Regions from separate parts of the Mus musculus genome. Here regions 1, 2, 3, 4, 5 and 6 are each linked to region 7. Evidence: chromatin contacts called from public promoter capture Hi-C data. All regions are on one chromosome and are shown on one strand. The core of a region is the stretch at or near the end of the contact, and the rest is flanking DNA. Distances in the headings are between cores, read along the strand shown.

Region 1 (3,128 bases), core at 18-2,517, 920 kb before region 7:
CAGAAGAAAAGGGCATAGGAAAAAAACTGAGCAGCACAGGACCCCAAGTGGACAACAACAACACAAGTGAAGCTGGACTAAAGAACCCTGTTTCATATCTATACTGCGTTTGAAAAAACTGCGACAGCTGGCCCACAGTCAAGTGGATGTCACTTTCTTAGGGGATACCTTGCTAGGAACATGTATTCTAAACCATCATCCTGCCAGCAGAACGAGGAAAATAGCCAAGGCTTCTTGTCTTGAAAACCAGAACTCTTGGAGGGTGTGCCTCAAATGCATATCACTTGTGGTCTGCATCTGAATGAAAGCTGACCAGTAGTATGTACTGACTAGGGACAATTCCTACTGTTTCGTGCGTGGAAAAGCTTTGGGACTAACCGAAATTAAAAAAAAAAAGAAAAGAAAAGAAAAAAAGAAAAATGAGTCCCTTCTCCCAAGTCTCCCAGCAAGGTCTCAGAGGAGGATGGAGAAAAGCCAGGGCAAAAGGAGAGACCAAATGCCACCACCTCAAGAGGGCCCACTTCAATTCCCTTTATATATAATCAGTGCTGAGCCTCTTAAATACCTCGTTCTAGAGACAACCTACCAGACGTAATGGAGCCCACTTTAGCAATGTCTTCAATAAGAACAGAGAACAACAGTGCAGGGCCCAAGAGAGCAGAGGGCAGATACTCAAGATGACGGAGTTGATGGCAGAGGCACAGGCCTAATAAAGAAACAAAGGGTCCAGGCCCCAGGGGTTCTCTCCAGCTACTTTAGATCTTTCCCCAAAGGGGTCTTTTTTTTCTCCTCTGTAGGATACTCTGCCTTCTTCCCAATATCCACCCTAGGTATAATTTGTTTCAATCATGGTCAATGCCCGACTTGCCCTTGAGCTAATTGCAAACATTTCCTACTTAATTAGAAATAGGTTGTAGAACTAGAGCAATCAGATCCCAGAATTAGCAACAGGCGGGGGGTGGGGGGGCACGCTGGAGGGGAGGGAGGTGCTGGGCAGGGAGATGGGGGGGCGGGGGTGACAGGCGCTGGGGTTCGAAACTCTCGGAGATGGTAAGATACACGGACGCTGGGGAACGGGTAACCAGAGCTGGAGAAGGGATATGGAGGGAAGGGCCGAGGGGCAGAGACGGCTCTACCTCGGCGCTCAGCAGCCCCCGTATTGAGTCTCGGAGAGCAGTTCTTCAGACGCTTCTGTCGCTTCGGACGGACCTCAGCCGCTGTAAACATCCGCTGCTACCTCTGCGCGTGCGCGGGCTCTACCTGAACTGAGCATGTGCGGTTGGAGGACACTCTTAAAGGGGCAACGGCACAGCCCACGAGCCTGCCACTTTCCACCCACTGGTTTGAGTTAAGTGTGTCCCTGCCTGATTGGTCAGTCACTAGGTGGTCTCCGAGCATATCCCGGCCTAATGATATGAGAAGATGCTGGCGTGTCGACGGGAGAAGGGCATTTTGCCTGCTTATGTCCACTCAAGGACAAAGCCCCCACAGTAGAAAAGGCAGGAGTTAAGAAACAAGAGTGATAGATTGGGTCCACTCTCCTGCAGGAGTTACAACACAAATGACTGCCGGCCCTGACCCTGCCAGGCTACCTGGTCCAGGGGATGGCCATCTGCACACTTGAACCTTGAACCAGCAGTTCTGGCCACTTCTAAGAAACCTACAAAATAGACCAAAGTCTAAGTGATCTTTAGGGCTACCTTTCAAGATTGTTCTGAGTTTTTGTTCTATTTCATTGGGATTGCACATCTCCTCTATACTGCTTGGAGGGTACATGTTGAAGGAAGTAGTGTCAAGAAGGAAGGAGTCTGGACGCCTGAGTCAATAGCTGTAAGAAAGTCACTCAACCTGCAGTTGATTGTGGTACGAATGAGGAGAAAATGATTCTACTATTTTTTAAAGTTTGCGTGGGAAGGCTAAAGACCCGAACTAGATAACACAATATTGATCAAAAACAAAACAAAACAAAAGTATAGGCCTAACAACATCTGATTTCATGACTTACTATTAAAATTACAGTAATCAAGAGTCATATGGGGGAAATAAATTGATGCTATCAAATACAAAACTTAGGTTAGAGCTATACAAATATAGTAAACTCACCTTTGATAAGAGAACAAATACAATTCAATGGAGGAGTGCTGGTCTTTTCAACAAAAGATGCTGGAATAATTAGACATCCACGTGTAAAAATAATAGAGACATAGCTCTTCCAAATTTGATTTCCAGTACCCAAGACACTTGGCCTTTGCAGGCACTCAGGCATGTGCACACACACACACACACACACACACACACACACACACTTAAAGGTAAAATATATCTTTTTAACACTGGCATCATTTCTCTGTAAAATATACTGTCAGAAGAATAAAAAGGTAAGACATAGACTGAAAAACAATATTCCCAAAACACATATCTGATAAAGGATTTCTAAAAATCCTTAAAACTCAACAATAAGAAAATAAACAGCACAAATAGAAACGGGAAAAAGCTATGAACATATGACTCAGCAAAGGAAATATACAGATGGCAAATGAGCATATGAACATATCAACATAATTTGTCATTAGGTGATGCAGATTTATAAAACAATGAGATATCAATACACACCTATTAGAATAGCCAAAATTTATAAAATCTATAATTCACCAAATACTGGTGAGGATGTAGAGCAACAGCAGCACATCACTTTCATTGCTGGTGGGAATGAGCAATAATAAAGATACTCTGGAAAATAGTTTGTCAGTTTGCTACTGAACTAAGCAACGTCTTAGAAGATGTGACAGCAAACAAGTGTAATGCCAGCACTTAGTGGTGGAGGAAGAAGGACCAGGAGATTAAGGTCATACTTTGGCAGTGTAATAGGTTCAAGACTAGCCAGGGCTGTACAAAACTATTCCAACATACATAAAACTTTTTAAAAAATCACCATTTGAATTCCTAGATATTTACCACTATACACAAAACCAGCACATGTAGGTAGTATAACAGCTTCATTTGTAATCATCAAACATTAGAAGCAACAAAAAATATTAAATAGATGGGAGGTATAGCCACATAACTGTTTTAATCAGGGATTTTTTGAAAAGTGAGCTACTGAGCTATGAAAGGACATGTAGCAACCT
Region 2 (3,373 bases), core at 484-2,983, 900 kb after region 7:
CCCCGGAAAATGATGTACTCATAAATTTCCTCTCTTGGGGGAGCAGGCCTGTCTGTGGGACGGTCTTCAGTACCAAAGGACCTCACTTAGGGGTTGAGAAAACGACAGTTAACTTGTTGTCCTGGGCCAAGCTTCTGACTACAGAGAGTGCCCTCTGACACAGCACTCTCTTCACAACTAACAGCTACTCGAGCTCGCTGACAATACCTATACAGCACCATGTGGCAAAGACCACAAGGGACAGTAGTTCAGGAATTGACATGAGAATTCCCGTAGAATCCCAAGCTTCACAAAGTTCCCTGATAATCTGTGAAAGCCCTCTGATGGGCAGAGCTCTTTGTAGAACCTCTTTTCTCACATCTGACTTTGCAGATGGACCCTTAGGCCCTCATCACAAGCTGCAGCTGAGGAGATTTTCTGAGGCAAGCACGAAATCTCCCTAGCCCTGGTACAAAGAACAGGCCATGGTTGCTGCAGAAACAAAGGGAACAAATCTCCAAACTCAGACCCCCAACATTAGTTTCTATGTTCATAAGGAAATCCTGGACCCAACGGACCCTCGACAGGATGGATCTAGGAAGGCTAGCACACCTCTCTTTGGCAAGACTCCTGGGCTGAGCTGAATCTGGTGGCAGGCTTTAAGTAGCAAACTCCTATTGTGGACAGGGGCCTACTCTGGGTCTGGTTCTCCAACAGGGGATCTCACGTCAAGTGCAGCATGAAGAGTTCAAGAGAACAAAAAGCCGGAACCCTGAGCCCTTCACTGCAGCACCAGTCTGGGTCTGTGCGCCTCGCTTCAAATAGGAGGTATGGCTAGGGTTTAGGAGAATGGCCCAGGACTGCAGCATGCTGGCTTCAGATTGGCCTCGAACCTCCCATCTGCACCCTCGAGGGTCTAACACGTTAACCCCGGGCGGGCTGCGGCGCTCACGCTTCTGGAGAGCCGAAGGAAACAAGCGCCCCATTTAACGCGGAGAAAGAAGACAAAGAAGCTCTGGGCCCTCACGCTGCCGCGACTAGCGCACCGACTCTGGACTTCTCTCATCAAACCAACCCCTCAAGTGGACAGGGTCGGGAGAGTTCAGAGCAGGACAGCCGCAGTTCAACCGACGCCCTAGCTCGGCGAGAGGCTGCACCGCGACTCGACGGGCGGTGGCTACCAAGGGGTTCCAAGGAGAGCGCGCCGGACCCGGGCCCCCCGCCTCGGCGCGCGTCTCGCCCCGCGAGGGCGTCTCGCAGGTGGGGAGGTCCACGGCTTCAAAGCCGCCCCACCCCCCGACACCGGCAGGATCCTGGTCCGCTCCTCCCACAGCCCCCGCCGAAGCGGGGAACACCATTGTGCGGGCAGGCGCGGGGCGGCGAGCTGTTGGGGCGTCAGTTGGGCGCGCGGCGGCGGCGGGCCGCTACCTTTGGCGAGCGCCACGGTGGAGTTGTCGGTGTCGATGGTGTAGAGGATGCCCTCATAGCGGATCTGCGCCTTGGAGATGAGGCTGATCTTGCTGCCCAGATACGGGGTGCCGGACGAGCCGCTCATGGCGGCGGCCGGGGCGCGCAGGGCGCGGGGGACCAGCGCCGGGCCCCGCCCGCTCCGCTGCCGCGCGGTGGCCTGGCCTCCCACTCCTGCGCAGCTCCGCGCCGCCGCCTCCGAGGCGCCTCCTGCCGCGCCTAGGGGCCTGCGGGCCACGAGCGAACCGGAGAGGGAGCAGAGCGAGGCGCTTAGCCCGAGTCTGAAGGGAGCGGGGGAGGAGCGCCGCCGCAGCCACATCCGGGGCCTCCCGCCACCGCGCGCCGCCCCCGTACGCTCGCAGCCTATTGGCTCCTCGCTGCCGGCTCCCTTTAAATATGGCCGCGCCGCAGGCGGTGGGCGGGGCCGCGCCTGCGCATTTGGAAGCTGCCGGCCGGGGACCTGCCTCTCCGGGTCTTCCCAGCCGGTTCCCGGCGGGCCTCGCTCACCGCTTCGGGGCCTGAGACTGAGCGGGCGGGGCGAAGCGCGCGTGCGCGGGGCAGGCGGGAGGCCACTGTTTGCAAACTCGGGGGCGGGGCGGGGGCTGGACCTGGAAGAGCGCCAGGCTCCTCCCTCCGCGCGTGCCGCTGGCACCCTTCTGGCCCAGGTGTTAATAGGGCGGAGTTGTCAGTCTTCCTTTCTTGTTTGTTGGAGCTGGACCCCGACAGCGCCGGGCCAGGTGCGTCTTCAGTCCCGCTTGCTCCCCGGGGCTAAGGAACCGGCAGGCGGGTGCTGCTCAGTTCTGCAGCGCTCACGGCGGGGGCGACCCTGAAATAGAAAGTGCAGGGGGAGCTCGGGGCAGCCCTGCGCTCCCAAGCCTGATATCCCTAAAATAAGCCCTGACTGTTTTGGGTGACTCCCGCCCGCGTGCGCGCGTCCTCAGACTGCGGCCCAAAGCCCAGCCCGCAGTATAAAATTGGGAGATTTCCCCCTAAATCGCTTCCCATTCTTGCGTTGCTGACTCCGCATCATGCATAGCGGGTAACTTTGTATGTATGAGCGCATGCTAATTTACAGTTAGTCTCCACCATCAGATTAGAGCCCAATATTAGTTACTATGAGAAATTTGGTGGCGATTGGCATTTTATAAACGTGAAATAGAATGAAAGAGGAGATAAGGGAACATCCCATATAGTGAAAACAAGTACTGTTTTGTGAAACAATTTCTCTTAAATGTGAGCCATAAAACGTACTTCTTACTGTAGTGACATCAACTTACCACCACTGCCGGAGGATGCTGGGAATAGTTGTGAACAATTTTAAATTTTAATATTTTCTTATTCGGTGCATGTGCATGTGTGTCCGTGTGTGCATATGTCACAACATGTGTAGAGGCCAGAGGACAGTTAGGAGTTCTCTGCTTCCTGGAAGCATATGGGTCCCGGAAATGGGTATTCAGGGGGTCACACTTAGCAGCAAATGCATTTACCCGCTGAGCCATCTTGCTGAGCCTGTTTTTTGTTTTGTTTTTTTGTTTTTTGTTTTCTTTTAGTTTTAGTTTTAGTTGTGACAGGGGTCTGTCTTACTCTTAGCTCAGGTTGGCGGGGAACTGACTGTGCAGCCCAAACTGGTCTCTAACCTCCTGCCTCAGTCTTCTGATGTGCCAAAATTTTGAGAATGAGCCACCACACTAGACACCCATAGTGGGACGACTTCCCCCAGTTTACAGAAGCAGAAACAAGCATAGTATGTGGGTGAATTGCTGGTGAGCCTGAAGAGTCCTTTGAGATGTTAGTCTGGGCCTCAAACGCCATGCATCTTTTCCACACCACTCCTCCGTGCCCCACACACAACTTTGTGAGACCCACTGAGTCGCCTCCATCACCGAGCAGCAGAGAAGGCAGAAAAGCCTGTTTGATCAACTATAAC
Region 3 (3,358 bases), core at 26-2,525, 880 kb after region 7:
TGATCTGGGAAACAGGCGACAAGCGAAGAAAATCCCCACAAGCCTCTGAGGGAGTAGAGAGGCCAATTTCCTTTGGGAACTAACTGGCTCAAAAGAATTCAAGAATTCTGTAAAAGGAACCAGAATTAGGAAAAGCCATCGCGTAAGAAAGATGCCTGGAACCGCGAAGGCAAACAGTAAGAAGCTAAAGTGTCCAAGCCAAAACTTAAAGCTTCCTTTTGTTAAAGACGTCCACACACCCACGCAAACGCCTTCTCTGAGAAACTGGCCCAAACTAAAGGATGAAACTGAGAGACTGCAGGACAAACCTGCGGTGTCTGAAGCCAGGGTGCAGAAGGCGAGGCTCGCGGATACCCAGTGGCCCGAGCGGGGGCGGGGCTGCGCTAGCCTCAAGTCCGCCGCGTGCAGCAAGCTCTGGACAGCGGTGCGGGCTCTGGAAATGGCACGCACACTTTGGATGCGTTCCTTTGTGCAGGGCACCGCAGTACCTCACAAGAGCGGCCAGCTCGCCGCAGCGGCGCGCCTCCAGGCTGCCTGCTCCCCCTTCTCCACTCGCCAAGCATCGCGCAAAGGCGCGCGACCGTCGCTACCACGGCTGTCAGCAGAGCGCGACAAGCCCCCGCCCCGGCTGGAGGGGCCGCGGGCCCTGGCGTCTCGCTCTGTTGCGTCTGCTGCCTGGGGCGCTCTGGGAGAAGAACGCGCAACGCGCTCCGGGGTCCCCACCCCCTGCGGCCGCCGGGCCCCCGCTGCCAGTGCCTCCAGCAAAGTTGGCGCAGGCTTTCCTGGGGGCGCGGGGAGCCGCCGTCAGGGCTCCGTGCGGCGGGCTGTGCCCCGGCTTTGTTCGTGCCCCGCGCCCACCCGCACTCTGTACCCCCTCGGCCATGCCCACCTTCTGGATGGTCTGCTGAGTGACCTCCCCTTTGCCTCTCGGCCGCGCCGACGCGAAGGCCACGGACATGGTGGTGGCGCGGACTCAGCCCGTGATCATTGGGGTTTATTCTCCGGCTGCGCCCCGCGGCCCGAGGTGCCCATTCTCCGCAGAGCGGGGGCGGGGACACGGGGGGCGCGGTGCCGTGGGCTCGCCCGCCTGCCTGTCGCCAATGCGCGCTCGAGTCCCCCGCGTCCCCACGCCTTACGCGACTGCCTCCCAGGTCAGGATACCGCGCGGAGGCCCCCTGCACCCGGCCTGCGCTCTTCGTCCAGCCGGTAGCCGGTACACCGCCCCCTGTGCTGAGCTTCGGTGGTTCCGCCCGCCCTGCCCCGCCCCGCCGTGCCGCACGTCCCCCTGACGCCAGACGCCAGCAGCGTGGCCCGGGAGGGCGGGGCGCTGACGGTGAGTGTGCGCTTTTGAGCGGCGGCGGCCCGAGCTAGTGCGTCCGCAGTGATGAGCTACGACCGCGCCATCACCGTCTTCTCGCCCGACGGCCACCTCTTCCAAGTGGAGTACGCGCAGGAGGCGGTCAAAAAGGGCTCCACCGCGGTGAGCCGGCCCGGGGCCTGAGCGACGGGGTGCAAAAGGAAGCGGGGCACGCAGACCTGGGCGCGGGGGCCGCGCTATCTGCTGGCGGCGGGTGGACCAGGAGGTGACGGGAGCTGAATGGTGACGACGTAGGAAGGGCACCAGGTCGCGGGGACCGCGCCGCGCTTCCCGGAGAGCCGGGCGATTTTTTCTGGCTTCCCCACTGCGGAGCATCTAGGCGAGCGCATCCCCGGGGCTGGGCCGGGGCCATCTTGGTGCTGTGCGCGCGGCGCGGACGGCGGAGGCCGCAGGTGCGCGCGGGCGGCGGGAGGCTGGCTGTAGCCGGCGCCGGCGGGGACTTGGGGATCTGCGAGCTAGGCCCAGGTGGGCGTTGTGAACAAAGGGCGATTCGTCGGCCCTGCGATGGTGACAGGCTGCTTCCGGGTCCGCATGCGCCACCGACGCCGTGTTCTGGTTCCGGTGGGCCCTTCTCACCGCGCCCCAGTTTTGTTCAGTCCTTAGCACTGTTTGGAAAAGGACTCCCCACACCTGTAAGCGCCAGCAGTGAGACAGTTTTAGTTTTGGTTTTTGTTTTTCCCGAGTCACCGGATCTTCCGGAACACACGTGGTTCCGAGTCTTGAAACGCTTACATTTCCCAGGTATTTTATCTCCTTGAAACTAAAACCCCAAAGCTTTTGGTGACCCAATCCACCCAAGAACTCTGGAATGACAGGGCTTGGAAGTGCAGGCCTGTATAATCCTGGCATTTAGAAGGTTGAGGCTCGAAAAATCTCACAAGTACAAAGCCAGCCTGGGCTTCTAAATCTAGAGACCCTAAAGACTTCTAAAACTATAAAGACTCTTTGTGGTTGTGTGTGTGCATTATTAATTTATTATTTTAAAAGTTATTTTTATGTGCGTTTGGCCGTTTGTCTATATGTATATATCTGTGTGAGAGTGTCAGATTCCCTGGAACTAGAGTTGCCATATGGGTGCTGGGAATTGAACCTGGGGTCCTGTGGAAGAGCAGCCGCTGAGCCATCACTCCAAACCCAAGAGATACAGCTAGTGAGAAACCGTCTAACAAAAGAAAAACCTGTGAGGCCAGTGAGGTGGCTCCCTGCACTGCACCTGGTGACATGCCTGGAATCCCAGTCTGGGAGGCAGAGGCAGGAGGATACACTGGGCTTGCTGATCAGTAAGTGTAGCAGAATCTGTGAGCTTCAGGTTCAGTGTGAGACCCTATCTCAAAAAACAAGTTGGAGGGCTGGAGAGATGATTTGGCAGTTGAAGGGTGCAGATCTGTTCTTGAAGAGTACTGAATTTAGTTTCCAGCACCCAGATTCTAAGGATCAAAACTGCCTTACACTTAAGCTCCAAGGGCTCCAGCACCTCTGGCCTCCATGGGCAGCTGTACTCAGAGGCACAGACACAACATACTTAAAAGTAAAACTGCTTTTGACGTTGGAGAAGGGTTGAGGAAGACACCAGTGTATAGACCTCTGGGCTCCACGCATTCAGTAGGAATGTTCTAGAATCTGGGGTGCCTGTCTCCAGTGCTCCCAACTGGCAGCTGCCTGCTGCATCCAGCTAGCTTTGGATCCTGTAGGTCACAGGAATCAACACAGAAGGAACGTGTGAAATCACTCCAGGCCCTTGGTGAGCCTTGTGGGAGGTTCCTGGTATCTGGAGGTCTGGGCCCGGGAATCCTGTTCCACATCAGAGGGAGCTGGCAAGGGGCGGTGCCCTCTACCCAACCACCCTTTCCGGGATTGCTACATTTGTTTCTGTTCCTCTCTTGATTGAAGGGTTAAGTGAGGTTTCCTGGGTTTATTGTGGGGTTTTGTTGTTGTTTTAACAAAATTTCAATCGCTGGATTTTACCAATGAAGACTCAGG
Region 4 (3,048 bases), core at 525-3,024, 940 kb before region 7:
CAGGGTTACATTATAATAATAAATTTATTATTATTAAATATAATAACGAGTAATAATAAGCAGGGTTGAGTCCCTAGCTCTGTTATGGGAAAATCCTCACCTGCAGTAGAGTCCACATTCTCCCATGCAGCTGCTCCACCAAGCACGTCGTCCACTTCTTTTAGCTTTGGATACTTTCGGTTTGTTACCTAATAGAAACAAGACATCAGATTTGAAGTAATTGTACAGTTTTACAAGTGGGCCACCAAACTACAATCTCCCTCCAGCATTCCCTCTACAAAATTTATCTTCTTCAAAGAGCAGTGTGAGTCACTGAAATGTAGGGGTCTTGTGACTGGGATGTCCCCCAAAACAGCACAGAGGTTCAATGTCAAAGGTCTCTAGAAACAGAAGGAAACACCAGACAGAGCAGGAAGAAAAATCAGCCTAGTAAAACCTCACTCTTCTCTCATACCCCTCAGACACCTAATAATCCAACAGGAGTGACAGACATTTAACTGGGTATACCAGCACTCCCCAGGTCATTTTGGCTGCTTTCCTAAGTTTATCAGGCATCCTTCTAATTTCGAAATTATGTCACAACTCATCTTACCACAAATCCAGACTCTAAACTCCTACCATACAGCTCTAATGAGCAAACATTAAGAATGAGATGTCACCAAGGCCCAGTGGTGCACACCTGCAGTCACTGAGGTAAGGAGGAACAAAACAAGAGTTGAAGGGTACACAAAACACCAAGGGCTAGAAATACAGCTTTCTGGGCTCCAACACAAGCACCACACACACAAAATAGCAACAAGGATATAAAATATTAGAAGGCAATGCATTCTGTGAAAAATATAAAAGGAATGTGGATAAACTGAAAGTGCTGGGGTTTGGTTTGTTTCCTGTGCCTGTGCGTGCGTGTGTGTGCGTGTCTATGTGCTATGCAGCCCAGGTGAGCCTTGAACCTATTCTCCTGCCGCAGCCTCTCCAAGTGCTAAAATTATAGACATGCACAAACAGCCAGAAGGGCAGGAATCTAAATAAGGTAGCCATTATTTTAAAAGAGGAGAGGGAGAGAGAAAGGAAGAGGGAAACAGAGACGCATACATGCACACATACACGGGGGTAGGGGGTAAGGCGGAGAATGAATAAGTGTGATATGTGCCTGTGTAAGAATGACTCGGGCAAAAGGAAGGACCTAACAGTACTGCGTACATGGTGAAGATTCTCTAGAATAACGACAGGGGCTGGGAGCAAAAGAGCCACAAGAAGAACCCAAGGATTTCAAATCAGAGGCGAGGCGCGGACTGGTACGCCAAGGACAGCACGAGGGGAGTGTAGGTTTAAAAGGTATGAACTAAAATTCTCACAATTTTCGGAGTATCACAAAGTGGGCAACGGAGAGCTAGAGGGGGGTGGGGGGGCTTCGACGTGGCCGGAGCGACGCCACTGGAGCAGCGACTGCTGGACTTGGGGTACCACCGCAGCGAGAGCACAAAAGCCTGCAGGAAGGTCTGAGCGCGCCGACGCTTGCTGTGCCTCCCAGAAAGCAGAGAAGGCACCCGTCTGTGGAACTTACCTTACGGGTGATATTATGGACGTAGGGGCAAGTGTTGCAGGCGAAGCGATGGCAACGCTGCCCCTCCTCCACAATGAGTCCGTTCCCGCAGCCCGGGCAGAACAACAGCATACTGCCAGCTTCCACACCTCGCTTCTGTCTGGCGCTTCCGTGGTGCAGGCGCCCAATCAAAAGCCGTCTCACTTGCTCCGTAACTGGCAACCCGGGATCCTCAAGACGTTCCCAGTAGGCACTGCGGCGGGCAGCCTCGCACACTCCATTGGTCACCGCAGATAATCCTTTCCCATCCAGCCAATAGCATGCTGCCTGCACGCCCAGCCCTGTCGTTTCTGCGCGTGTGCACACGTCTCCCTAGCTGAAACGCCAAGAGGACTGGACCGATAATGCTGGCACCACCAGAGTACCCAGGTGAGAGGTTCTGGGTGATGAGGAGACACTTGCCGCACTCCGAGCCATGGACGTGTTACAGGAGGATCATGCTGCTCCGCAATATTCTCATCCGGAACGGACAGAAAATAACCAAATGTCCCAGGAACACTGTCCCCATTGTTAATACTACGTCTCAACTGCTGTCTGACTGACGTACGATATCCTATCTGGACCTGCCATTCCTCCATCTGGCCATTTCTTCACCTAGTTTCATTCTGCCCTTTCACTTACACAGCTAGACTCAACCCTGCAGGTAACAAATACCAGCAGCTCCTTTTCACAGACGTCCAGCTGACTCTTTTATCTCATTTCCTATAGACATTTATATTTCCCAGCTCTGGCTTCTCAGATTTCTTTGAAACTCCTTGCCTCTTTAATCCTCTGCAGTCATTCTGCAACATGCACATGTATGTGTGTGTTGTTTTCTGTTTGCTTTAACTATACACAAACTAAATATCCAGGGAGAGGAACCCCAATTGTGAAAATGTCACCATAAATTGACCAGTAAATAAGTCTCTGGGGGCATTTTCTTGAGTTAAAATTGGTAGGAGAGGGTCTAGCCCATTGGGGGCGGTGTCACCACCAAGCCAGTGGTCCTGGGTGATATAAGAAAGCAGAATGATGGGGCTGAAGAGATAGTTCAGCTGTTGCTTGTTCTTATAGTGAACACTGGTTTAATTCCCAGCACCAATATGGTAGCTCACAAACGTCCATAACCTCCAGTTCCTGAGAATCCAATGCCCTCTTCTGACCTCCGTAGGCACCAAGCACGTCTTTGGTGCACGAACAAGCATTCAAAAAAAAAAAAAAACAAACAAACAAAAACCCTCATACACTTAAGTAAGTCTAAGAACAAAATGGAGAGAGAGAAAAAAGCAATCTGAGAATCTGAGTAAATCATGAGGAGCAAACCAGTAAGCAGCATCCCACCATGGTAATGGCTTCTGTTTCTGCAGCAAGTTCCTGCATTGACTCCCCTAAACAATGGACTCTTGACATGTAAGCCAAATATTTATGGCTAGTTTTGTGTCAACCTGACACAGCTGGAGTTATCA
Region 5 (3,414 bases), core at 433-2,932, 850 kb after region 7:
GTGCCTTTGCTGGGCCAATGAAGAGAGTCAGAGCCTGGAGCCTGAGAGCCAAGATGCTTTAAGGCTGTACAGCAAGGCTTTCATGTATGGGGAATTCCACGGTGCTACCGTGTGAGAGGGCCACTGCTGCTATACAGGATGCTAAGCTCCCGGCTACTGTCCACAAGAGGTGTGTCCAGGAACCTTCCGCACTAGTTTCACAGTGAACCGATTGATCTGATTGTGTAGCTGGCACTAGAGACATGTGCCAAGATGTCTTCAATGAGAAAGAAGAAAGCACTGTGGAAGAGGGGTGTAGCTCAGTTGGTAGAATGCCTACCGACCTAGCATGCACAAAGCCCTGGGGTTGACCCCTGGAATCACATAATCCAGGCATGCCACCACTTACTCAGGAGGTGGAGGTAGGAAGGTCAGAAGTTCAAGGTCATCTTCTACTACTTAGCAAGTTCAAGGCCAGCCAGGGAGCCAGACACATGCAAACCTGTCTTAAAAAAAGAGAAAGGGGGAAAAAAAAAAGCATTCTTGAGGAATGTTTTCATTTCTTCAGTGTTATTCTTTTATAGGCTAAGCACAATTGGTTAACAGTATTCACAGTTAACTAACTTAATTCTAAGCATTCCATTTTCACTTTGCTACCGGATATTAAATCCCACGCGGGCATTACTGTTTCTGCTACATACTTTTACACTTCATTACATATGTTTGTGATCTACTTCGTTCTTCATGTGGAAAACATTTAGAAACTGGAGTATCATTTTGTCACCTGACAACTCACATTACATGGTTTTTACTTAATTATATGCCATTCACGGGGGTGGGGGTAAGTGTTCCTGCTGTGTGCGGTGGCAGATGCACTCCGGAAGCCAGACAGGCATCTGGGTGCCAGGCCAGCAAGGGAGAGCCTGTCTCAAAAACAAAATAAAGCACGCGTTCAACAACGCTGCTGTCTGGGTGCCTGCCCTATGGGGCCTTGTGGGACAGACTGACTGGAGGGACAGCTGCCACCTCCCACCCAATCCCCGACCCAGCACTCAAGGTCCCAGACTGGTTCACATGCAGGCAGGGAAACCTCCCGACAGCTCCGAAACTGTTCCATGCTGGTCCTTTAGATTTCTGAGTAGGAACAAGGCCATTTGCTCGCACCCCAGGCGCATCTCTACCGATCCTTAGTGTGCAGAATGCTTCTTTACCTCATCTTTAAAAGAATGCCTCTACAAAGCCGCGGAGGCGGGGACTCAGGAAGACTCAACTGCCCATAGTTAGGCGACACACTGCGGCGCCTGCATCTTAACAGGTGAGCCTCTACCCTAGTAGCGCATCCATAAAGGCTTTCCAAAAGAGCTGGGCAAGGGGACGTTTCTGCCATTGTTTTCTGTTCATGGTCTCACTATGTGGCCTAGGCGGGCCTCGAACTCCTAGAAATCCACCTGTCTCATCTGGGAAGCTGCGCTTACAAGCGTGCGCCATCACGCTCAAGCTAAGGCGAGAGCGAGTCTTTCAGAAACCAACTTTACGGCGATCAGGCCGGACGGGCTCTCCTCATTAGAGCCACCGCACACAGAGAGAGATCCCGCCCAGTCATCCCGCCCGCCGCCTGCCGCCGGAGAACGCACACCCGTGCAATGCCGCCCGCACCCACCCGCTCCCGACAGCTCCCACCTCCGCTCGCTCGACTGGTTCCGGGTCGGGCTCTGGCCGCGCACGCGCAGTGCAGCAGCAAACCGGAAGGCGAGGCACCGCCCCCCGAATCCCGTGGTCTCTGTGGCTCCAAAGCCAAAGTCTGGGCACCAAGGAAGCTGAGCAGAAGGATCGCCGTGAATTCCTGCCCAGCCTGAGACACACAGTGATCCTGTCTCACAAAACCAGGAAAAAGCCAGGTGCCGGGTCGCACGCTTTTAATTCCAGTCTCGGGAAAAAGAGGCCGGGAATGTCTGAGAGTCACATAGGTTTGTACAGTGCGCCTCCGTCTAACCAACCAACCAAACAAGGGTGAAAATGATAGGGTGTTTAAAAACTGTACTTCGTTCACAAATAACAAGACAGACGTAACATGCTCAATAAACAGAAATGAGGTAATGGCTAAAAAAGTGTTTTAATGGAAATGGAAAGTCTTCCTCTTTTTACAAGTTTGAACGGACACTCAGTCACTGAAGCCCACGTCTGAGAACAGGTACAACAGGAAAGGAAAACACCTCCTTTCTGGGCCAGGCCTGTGTCTGCCCAGTGCCTCTGCGGACATCTCCCATCTCCCACTGTGCTATATGCTAAGTCTGCAGAGATGTCCATCCACCCATAGCCCCTGACAAGCGCAGCGCGTAGTGGTCAGCACATCTGAAAACCCCAGTCCTCAGTGGTCAAGTTCACCAAGTATTGAACGGATGCTGGGAAACAGGAGGAAGAATGAGCAGCGATTTCCAAATCTCCCTTTGCATCTTTTCTGGCCTTCAGTAGGAGGAACCATTGAAAACAAAACACAGTCAACCACACCTGCACGAAGGGTTCATTTCAGCCTAGGACTTTTCAAACATTCATGTTACAGAAGAAAAGCTATAATACAGGCAATGAAAAAGACTGGCATCACTTTCCCCCACAAAATTACATAAAAATCAATAAAACATTAAATAAACAATATTAATCATTAAATATATTAACACCAAAATCAGGTATAAATTAGGAAATAAATGTACAAACTATTTCACAAAGTGCTTTTAAAAATATATACACAACATTCAAGAAATTCTTAATGTAAGACATTTCAAATTGAACTTTTGGGGTGATACATATTTTAAGTGTTCTTTTCTTTCAAAAAGTATTAACACACACTAACACAGCACTTTACATATACACACACACATACACACTAATACAGCACTTTAACATACACACATATATATACACACATACACACACATACATACACACACACACACACACACACACGTACACACTTGCACATGTATGCATACATAAAAGGCATATTCCCAGATTGGCAAGGAATAAAAACCATTTCACAGTTACTTAAAATGTTTCGACATTTTCAATGGGATATTTAGCCCCCAAGTGAGCTTGTAGGCTAGTTTTATAAAAATTGCCAGAAAGGGAAGGAGCTAAAGAGATGATGAGTCCCTAAAATCAAGTTGCTAATACTTCTGCCATGTAGCGATCAGAAACTTGTTTCTGTAAAGTTAAAGCCGTCATGTAGTCAGCCCTTGCCTGTGTGTTTCCTAAACCCTGTGCCTATGAGACACATATGCCCATGGTTGTTGATAATGGTCCCAAGGAGAGGGAGAATGTCCTAGAGTAAGACGGCAGCCGACACAGACAAGTCCTTTGATCCGGCCCTTGATTCTCCTGTAAGTAAATGGAGCTTGCACTGTAAGTTCCAGCAAGACTGTCAAGATTAATTCAAGCAAA
Region 6 (3,493 bases), core at 448-2,947, 820 kb after region 7:
AGCATTTTGGAGGTGCTGCACAGTACTGGGAGAGTGAGCCCTGCCAAGCCCTTCAGGCCACACACAGGCTTGAAGGGCAGGCTTGATTGTACCCACCAGTTCAGCTGGATCTTGCTGTCCAGTTCCAGGACATGTTACTTTGACCTCTAGTTAAGTGCCTGAACCCAGTGCAGCCTCTGGACACAGTCAGTGTGCTGTGGAGGGGAGCCGAAGGGTTTGCTTGTAAGAGCAGATCAGAGAAGGCTTTCTGGAGACGATACATTGGAATTTACCCCTCCCCCATAGAAGCTTCCAGGGTGCCTTTGGGGGGCTGAGACTATGGGCTTGGGGTAGAGGCTCCTCTTTGCCAGCATCCCCAAGGCTGGAACAGAGAAATGCCAGTCCCCACTGCCCAAAGTTCTCAGAGAACCACTTGGGGTGGGGGAGGGGCAGGTCCTCACATGACCAGCCTCTGGCTGTCAGTGTGGGGTGCTTGAAGCGGTGCCTGGGGTCCCCCTCCCCCACACTCATACCGTCTACATTTCTGTCCACTTTGAGGCATCCACTGATGTGTGCTGTTGGTGACAGAGGACAGTCACTGCTTCCCCTCTCCCTCGGGCACTGTTCTCTGTCTGTCTGCTGTCTGACTATTCGTGGGTCCCAGCCTGATGCTGGGTGGCTGTTTCCCTGAATGTGAATGTCTGTGTGTCAGAGCGTGGGTGTGTCTGTCTGTCTTCAGGGAGCCTCTGCTGCTGACTCTGTCCTTGACCTCCAGTATCTGTGTCAGAGAAGGGGGGCCGGCGGCTTTCCTCCTCCCCCTCCCACAGGCACTAACGCAGCTGCCACCACCCCGGCTGCACCCAGAACTCAGTGACCTCACCTGTCCCCTGCAGCAGTGACCACCCCACTAAGGTATCTCAGGGGGCATTCGTGGCCCGAACCAAGCTGCTTTGTGGGTCGCCCCTCCACCCACTGCCGCTGAGTTCTGGGTGAATGTTCTCAGCTCTGGGCTGGGTCCGCTCAGGCTCGTTCTTCCCTTATGTAACTCCACATCTGTGTGTGCCTTGCAGGTCACCCTGGACCCTGTTCTGAGCTCTGTCTAACCACGTGGAGATTGAGACCCCACAGTTCTGTGCATATGAGGCTGGAGAGAACCCCTGTTCCCGGCATCACTTTCAGGGACCCCTCCCCAATCTTTCTTTGGACATCTCTTACCCCAGAAACCTACTTGCCCAAAGCAAGATGCGAAAGGGAGTCCTGAGGCGCAAGTTCCCTAGAGCTGCGGGGCAGCCATTCTCCACCCCACCCGGGCAGTGTCCTAGGTCCTGACAAGCTTAGGAGCTACGGACAAGGGTCGGGCAGGGGTCACCAGGGGCGAGGGCACGAGGGCGAACGGATAGCCAAGGGACCAGCTTCTAGGTGCGACCTCAGACATGGTCCCAGCCCTGTAGCTGGTTATTGCCCGAGTCGGGCTCTCCGCCAGCCACGGTGCGCACCGGGGCAGGGGTTCTAGTCGGCCGGCGGGCACGCGGCGCTGTCCGTGGTGCTGCCCGCGCCGGGCGGGGCGGAGGCGGGACGGAGGCGGGGCGAGGGCGCCAGCCAATGGCGGGGGCTCTGCGCGGGGCGCGGGGGGCGGCGGGCCGATCGCGGGGCGCACTTGGCTGCGCGCTGAGCTAGGGGTGCACCGACGCGCCGCGGGCGGCTGGAGCTCGGCTTTGCTCTCGCTGCAGCAGCCGCGCAGCCCGCCCCACTCTGCTCAGATTCCGATACCAGCCCCCTCTGCATCACCCTCCCGGACTCCAGACTCGGCTCTCGCTCCGGTCCCGCGGACCATGCTCCGGGCGCCCCCCGGAAAACCGGGCTGGGTGAAGAGCCGGCAAAGATTAGGCTCAAGAGCAGGGGCCCCGCCCGGCCACCCAGCACTCGGCCCCTGCCCTGCCCAGTGTCCCCGAGCCCTGTGAGCCTGCTGGGCCATGGAGCGCGCGCCGCCCGACGGGCTGATGAACGCGTCGGGCGCTCTGGCCGGAGAGGCGGCGGCTGCAGGCGGGGCGCGCGGCTTCTCGGCTGCCTGGACCGCTGTCCTGGCTGCGCTCATGGCGCTGCTCATCGTGGCCACAGTGCTGGGCAACGCGCTGGTCATGCTCGCCTTCGTGGCGGATTCGAGCCTCCGCACCCAGAACAACTTCTTTCTGCTCAACCTCGCCATCTCCGACTTCCTCGTGGGTAAAGCCCCCAGACCCTGTCCGCTGCCAGAGTCCAGGGGCGCGGAGCCCGGGCTGGGCAATGGGGCTTGGCGCTTCGACCTGGGGTGGCTTCTCAGGGGTTCGGCCTTGGGAGAGGAGCTCTAGAAACCTTAGGATGGTGGGCGCGGGAGAAGTTCCTCGCCTCCCGGGCCGCAAGACGGGGGCTAGGTAGGGATGTCCCCGGGGAGGCTGCCCCAGCCGGCGGGCGCTCAGCAAGGCGCAAGGCGCAGCGACCGCCGGTGCAGCGTTGGCTCCTGCGCCGAACCAAACAAAGGCAGCGGCGCCGGACTCAGGATGCTGGGAGGACGCTGGGGGGGAGGGGACATGGAAGGGGGATTTGGGGAGGTGTGCTGGGGAAGGGGACCGTAGGGAAGGCGGGGGGTGAGATGAGGGAAATGCTCCGAGGAGCTCGTTCTCACGTGTCCAAGCTCTGCTCCCAACTGGGGGAGGGGGGGCGGGGCTCGCGGTGGGGGCCGGAGCGCCAGACACCTGTTGGGGCTGCGAGCTGCTGCGTCTCCCAGACGCTGGAAGCCGGTTTGGGCGGTGAGAGCGGCTGGCGCGGCTGCAGCCAAGAACCCTTTAAGCCAAGAGAAAAGCTTTCTCGGTTTTTAAGCTGAGAAGGGAGGCTGTCCAACAGCCAGGGTAGAGATGGATGATCGGCTCCAGAGCCAATCAAGCCAGGGAGGACATATATCCCATTTTCCTCTTTTGGCGGTTGGTGGGGCTGGCAGAAGCCCAGGTTTTGTGTTCAGAGGTCCCTATGTGGAGGTCCTTCCTCCTGCCACCAGGTCCAGAAGACATTGATGGGCTGGAGGATGGCAGCTGCTCAGTTGTAGGGGGACAGGGTGACTAGGAGGATAAATAAGATATAGTACTAGCCCTAGAAAGGTGGCTACCCTATGAAGGCCAGGCTCTGCCCTTTCTCTATGTGGTCAGTCTGACCCCAGCTCTTGAGCCATGGTCCCACCACAGCTGCTTTCCTATAGGTGCCTTCTGCATCCCATTGTATGTACCCTATGTGCTGACCGGCCGTTGGACCTTTGGCCGGGGCCTCTGCAAGCTGTGGCTGGTGGTAGACTACCTACTGTGTGCCTCCTCAGTCTTCAACATCGTGCTGATCAGCTATGACCGATTCCTGTCAGTCACTCGAGCTGTGAGTTCTGGGATGTGGGCATTAGAGTTTACCCTGTGTGTCGGAGAGCACTGGACAGGGTATGGCTGCTCCTGAGTTATAGGCAGATGGTCTTGCTCCCTTTTGACCGGTGGGCCAT
Region 7 (3,302 bases), core at 45-2,544:
TGCATGTGCCTCGCTCTGGTGTCCTCCTATTGATGATGTGCATCAGAAGCTAGGACATTTACTACAACAAATCCAGGGACCAAACATGCCCCAGAAGGGATGTGTGGATGCATCTGGGGTTTGGTCCCTAGCAATGTTCTTGCAATCACATGATAGGTCACAAATTTGCCTGTTATTCCAGTTCCAGGCTATCAGACACCTTTTCTGACCCTTCACATTCACCAAGTGCACCTATAGTGCACATATATACATGCAAGCAAAACACTCATACAAATAACATTTATTTTAAAGGGGCTGGAGAGATGGCTCAGGGTCAAGGTATAAGAGCATTTACTGCTCTTTTAGAGAATCTAGGTTCAATTCTCAGCATCCACTTTGGGGTCTGAACCATCTATAACTCCAGTTCTGGGGTATCTGACACCCTCCTCTGGCCTCCTTGAGCACCAGGCACACATGCAGTGCATAGACATACATGCAGGCAAAACACTCATACACATAAGATTAAAATTAATAAATCTTTTTAAAATTACATTCAAAAGATTTGTTTTATTTTATGTGTGTGTGTGTGTGCCTGCTTGTCTATATATGCATCACGTGCATTCAATGCCAGAAAAAGAGTTCTGGAACCCCTGAGACTGGAGAATTGTAAGCCATCATGTGGGTGTTGGAACTAGCCCCAGGTCCTTTGTAAGAACAGCAAGTAGTCTTGAGCACTGAGCCATTGCTCTAAACCTCAAATAAAACTTTTTTTAACGACGGGAACAGGGAGGAGGAGTCTGTGTGTGGTAGCAGGTTCACTGAGCAAAGAGCTTGCCTGAAAGTGAATGGCTAAATGGCTAATGGGGTGAGTTCTTTGTTGGAGACTCTTTGACGGATGAACTTTCCCCACGTGGAACCCAAAGGGGGCCGTCTAGCTTTCCTCAAAGTCCTCTTGTTTTTACCCTGGGTGATGGAATCAGGTACAGAATCTAACGCGAATACTGGTTATTCTGGCACACTCCTGTCAGGTTCATATTGTCACGGGGCAGGCTAGGAGGCCAGCCCAGCAGCCACAAAACTCTGGGACAGGTGTAGCTAAACTACAACCTCACACCGTCTCCCCAATAGGCGCCGCCCCAGGAGCCCCACGTGACTCTCGAGTCGCCCCGCCCCATCCGGTCCGGTCCCGCCCCTCCAGCGCGAGACTGAGTCCCAAGCGCGAAATCCTGGGCGAGGAGCGACGGTGCGCAGGCGCAATGGTGGCGACTCGACGGCGCTCCCGGCCTGCCCCGCGCGCTGACGTCGCGTAGCTTCGTCCCAGCCGCCGCGGCCGCCATTGGAGTCGGCGCCCCCTCAGCCTGTCCGCTACCTTCCGCTGCTTCCCGCTGTTCCGGCCCGCGTGCCTACAGCTGCCGCCGCGCCCGGCCGCACCCGCGGAGTTGGCGGCGGGGCACGGGGCCGCGCGCGGCGTGACAGGCCCGGCCTCGTGGGAGGCCCGAGCCGGCGGCGCCCGGGTCCCGCGCCGCGCTGTTCATGAAGCATGTCGGCCACCAGCGTGGACCCCCAGGTAGGGGCGTCTCGGGACCACGGTCACGAGAGCAGGCCGTGGACAGGGCAAGACAGGTTGCGGTCTGGGCCGCGCCGGGGACCTGGAGGCTGAGCTGGGGTTAGGGTGCGGGGTCCGGACTGGGAACAGGGAGGCCGGGTCGAAGATCTGAATACCAGGCCGGGCCACGGTTCTGGGGTCCAATGGCGGGGTCGCTGGGCTTGGCTGTGATCAAAGTGTGGGAGATCTGGAGGCCCGGTCGGGGTCGGGTCGCCCTCCGGGTAGCGTTCTTTTCGGATAGTAACTTTGTGTTTCCTTTCCCGGGCTGGGTGGTGTCCACCCGCATATCCTGGCCTGCGGCGATGCAGAGAACAAAAGGACAAGATAATAAAGGTGAGGAGAGTTCCGGGAAGTTGTCCGGACTTGAGAGGAGAACGGGGCAGCGCCAGTCCGTGTGGACAGAGAAAGTCCACCAAGCCAGCCTGGGATCTGAAACTTAGTTTCCTCCCGTAAGCTTGGAGGAGATGAAAGTTTCTATTTCCGGGGTACTTGACAGATTGGAGGGGAACTAGAAAAATAAAGGCGTACCCGGAGTAGTTCAGATAATATTTTGCAATTTCCCCCTTGACCCTGCCAGAACAGTTACCTGGTGGGGAAAGAAATGGTGATCAGACGGCCTCGCAGAGGTCTGAGTGACTGACTGGTCCTCTGTTGCTAGGTAGTGGATGGCTCTGGAGGAGAGTCAGCCAGCTAGCTGTGGATCCGGAGGCCCTGCCCTCCATCCTTAGCTATAGTCATTGTAAGTTTATTGTTATCTCCTGTGATATTCTGGCTTGTAATAAACTTCCAAAACTCTTATGAGAACTCCAGAGTGACACTAAATCCTGGGAAGACTGTTTTTAACCAGTGCATGTTGTTGTTACTTGGGTGTAACCAAATATGGCTCATCGTGTTTTAAGATTGGAAAAGGCCCAACACTTTATTTACCATTCCTTTCCTTTCCTTTCCTGGCTGTGCACTGTAACAGTGGAAAGTAAGTGGAGAATCAGATGATAGTAAGCTTAGGTTACAGCCCTTTCCAGCTGAGCATCCTGCCCTCAGATCTCTGCATAACTAGGCTCTTAAAGCATGTGTCCGCTATTTGCCTGGAGTAGAGTATTGGATTGGAATAGGGAAACCCTGGGTTCGGTCCCACCTTGGGGCGGGGGGTGGGGAGGGAAATCACAAAACTGGCTCCAAGTCTGGTTGCAACAAAATGACATCTGACCGAATTATGATTATATTTTTACTTTTAAAAAAAAAGGAATTTAAGAAAAGTTGTGCAATGCCATTTAACTAGTCATGTAAACATCAGCTCTCTATAGAGTGTGCCCATTTTGAAAGATCATATCTGCTAAAAACTGATGAAAATAGACTTTACTAAGGTTTTCATGCTTAAAAGTAAATTTTTTTAAAGCTTGAAGGTAATATTTTGCAACTTTTTGTTCTAGTACAAAATGGTTCTTTGCATCAGAAGGATGCAGTTCATGACAATGACTTTGAGCCCTACCTTTCTGGACAGTCCAATCCGGTGAGTTTATCTTATTAGCATATTTTTTTAAAAATAATTTGCTTGTAACACATTTACTATAATATTTCTACTTTTCTATCCCAAACATCAAAGAGACAGTCTCGAAAGTATTAGAAATGATAGAACGGTCTTGAGATTTGCTTTGTGCAGGTCTTCCTGTTGGGCCTGTGCTTGTGTGTTAAAGATAGTTTTCTCTCTGTAGAACAG

What was found. Promoter capture Hi-C pulls out the DNA fragments that hold promoters and counts their contacts. Capture Hi-C pulls out chosen DNA fragments and counts their contacts.
Region 1: a contact with region 7 is called in a promoter capture Hi-C map of liver, with 2.9 times the contacts expected there. The contact joins the promoter of Pcmtd2 here to the promoter of Ythdf1 in region 7. A contact is called at or near these places in 2 of 39 promoter capture datasets (embryonic stem cells and liver) and 2 of 9 other capture datasets (adipose tissue and liver).
Region 2: a contact with region 7 is called in a promoter capture Hi-C map of pre-B cells, with 4 times the contacts expected there. The contact joins the promoter of Lsm14b here to the promoter of Ythdf1 in region 7. A contact is called at or near these places in 2 of 39 promoter capture datasets (liver and pre-B cells) and 1 of 484 Hi-C or Micro-C datasets (the G1E-ER4 cell line).
Region 3: a promoter capture Hi-C map of pre-B cells shows a contact between it and region 7, with 5 times the contacts expected there. The contact joins the promoter of Ss18l1 here to the promoter of Ythdf1 in region 7. A contact is called at or near these places in 3 of 39 promoter capture datasets (liver and pre-B cells), 2 of 484 Hi-C or Micro-C datasets (CD4 T cells and the G1E-ER4 cell line), 1 of 115 datasets of contacts at active chromatin or transcription factors (memory CD8 T cells) and 1 of 9 other capture datasets (liver).
Region 4: a promoter capture Hi-C map of pre-B cells shows a contact between it and region 7, with 6 times the contacts expected there. The contact joins the promoter of Polr3k here to the promoter of Ythdf1 in region 7. A contact is called at or near these places in 4 of 39 promoter capture datasets (3T3-L1-derived adipocytes, liver and pre-B cells) and 1 of 9 other capture datasets (liver).
Region 5: a contact with region 7 is called in a promoter capture Hi-C map of pre-B cells, with 5 times the contacts expected there. The contact joins the promoter of Mtg2 here to the promoter of Ythdf1 in region 7. A contact is called at or near these places in 3 of 39 promoter capture datasets (the C10 cell line, liver and pre-B cells) and 1 of 484 Hi-C or Micro-C datasets (the G1E-ER4 cell line).
Region 6: a promoter capture Hi-C map of pre-B cells shows a contact between it and region 7, with 4 times the contacts expected there. The contact joins the promoter of Hrh3 here to the promoter of Ythdf1 in region 7. A contact is called at or near these places in 4 of 39 promoter capture datasets (liver, pre-B cells and stem cell-derived epiblast-like cells) and 1 of 484 Hi-C or Micro-C datasets (regulatory T cells).

Annotation. Positions count from the first base shown.
Region 1 is chr2:181,835,993-181,839,120 of GRCm38.p6, reverse strand. Pcmtd2 (protein-L-isoaspartate (D-aspartate) O-methyltransferase domain containing 2) reads right to left here and starts at 1,267. Exons shown (of 7, transcript NM_153594.3): 1 at 1,137-1,267.
Region 2 is chr2:180,023,347-180,026,719 of GRCm38.p6, reverse strand. It overlaps Lsm14b (LSM family member 14B), which reads right to left and starts at 1,733. Exons shown (of 10, transcript NM_001372364.1): 1 at 1,408-1,733; 2 at 1-85. The coding sequence starts at 1,534.
Region 3 is chr2:180,040,400-180,043,757 of GRCm38.p6, reverse strand. Ss18l1 (SS18, nBAF chromatin remodeling complex subunit like 1) reads right to left here and starts at 1,275. Exons shown (of 11, transcript NM_178750.5): 1 at 890-1,275. The coding sequence starts at 958. It overlaps Psma7 (proteasome subunit alpha 7), which reads left to right and starts at 1,294. Exons shown (of 7, transcript NM_011969.2): 1 at 1,294-1,480. The coding sequence starts at 1,385.
Region 4 is chr2:181,863,086-181,866,133 of GRCm38.p6, reverse strand. Polr3k (polymerase (RNA) III (DNA directed) polypeptide K) reads right to left here and starts at 1,774. Exons shown (of 3, transcript NM_025901.3): 1 at 1,565-1,774; 2 at 101-188. The coding sequence starts at 1,675.
Region 5 is chr2:180,068,861-180,072,274 of GRCm38.p6, reverse strand. Mtg2 (mitochondrial ribosome associated GTPase 2) reads right to left here and starts at 1,682. Exons shown (of 10, transcript NM_181424.3): 1 at 1,660-1,682; 2 at 389-481. Ss18l1 (SS18, nBAF chromatin remodeling complex subunit like 1) reads right to left here. Exons shown (of 11, transcript NM_178750.5): 11 at 2,074-3,414.
Region 6 is chr2:180,102,611-180,106,103 of GRCm38.p6, reverse strand. It overlaps Hrh3 (histamine receptor H3), which reads left to right and starts at 1,697. Exons shown (of 3, transcript NM_133849.3): 1 at 1,697-2,202; 2 at 3,209-3,375. The coding sequence starts at 1,953. It overlaps Gm46782 (a long non-coding RNA gene), which reads left to right. Exons shown (of 3, transcript XR_001783600.2): 3 at 1,050-1,584.
Region 7 is chr2:180,918,928-180,922,229 of GRCm38.p6, reverse strand. It overlaps Ythdf1 (YTH N6-methyladenosine RNA binding protein 1), which reads left to right and starts at 1,294. Exons shown (of 5, transcript NM_173761.3): 1 at 1,294-1,546; 2 at 1,894-1,918; 3 at 3,016-3,095. The coding sequence starts at 1,520.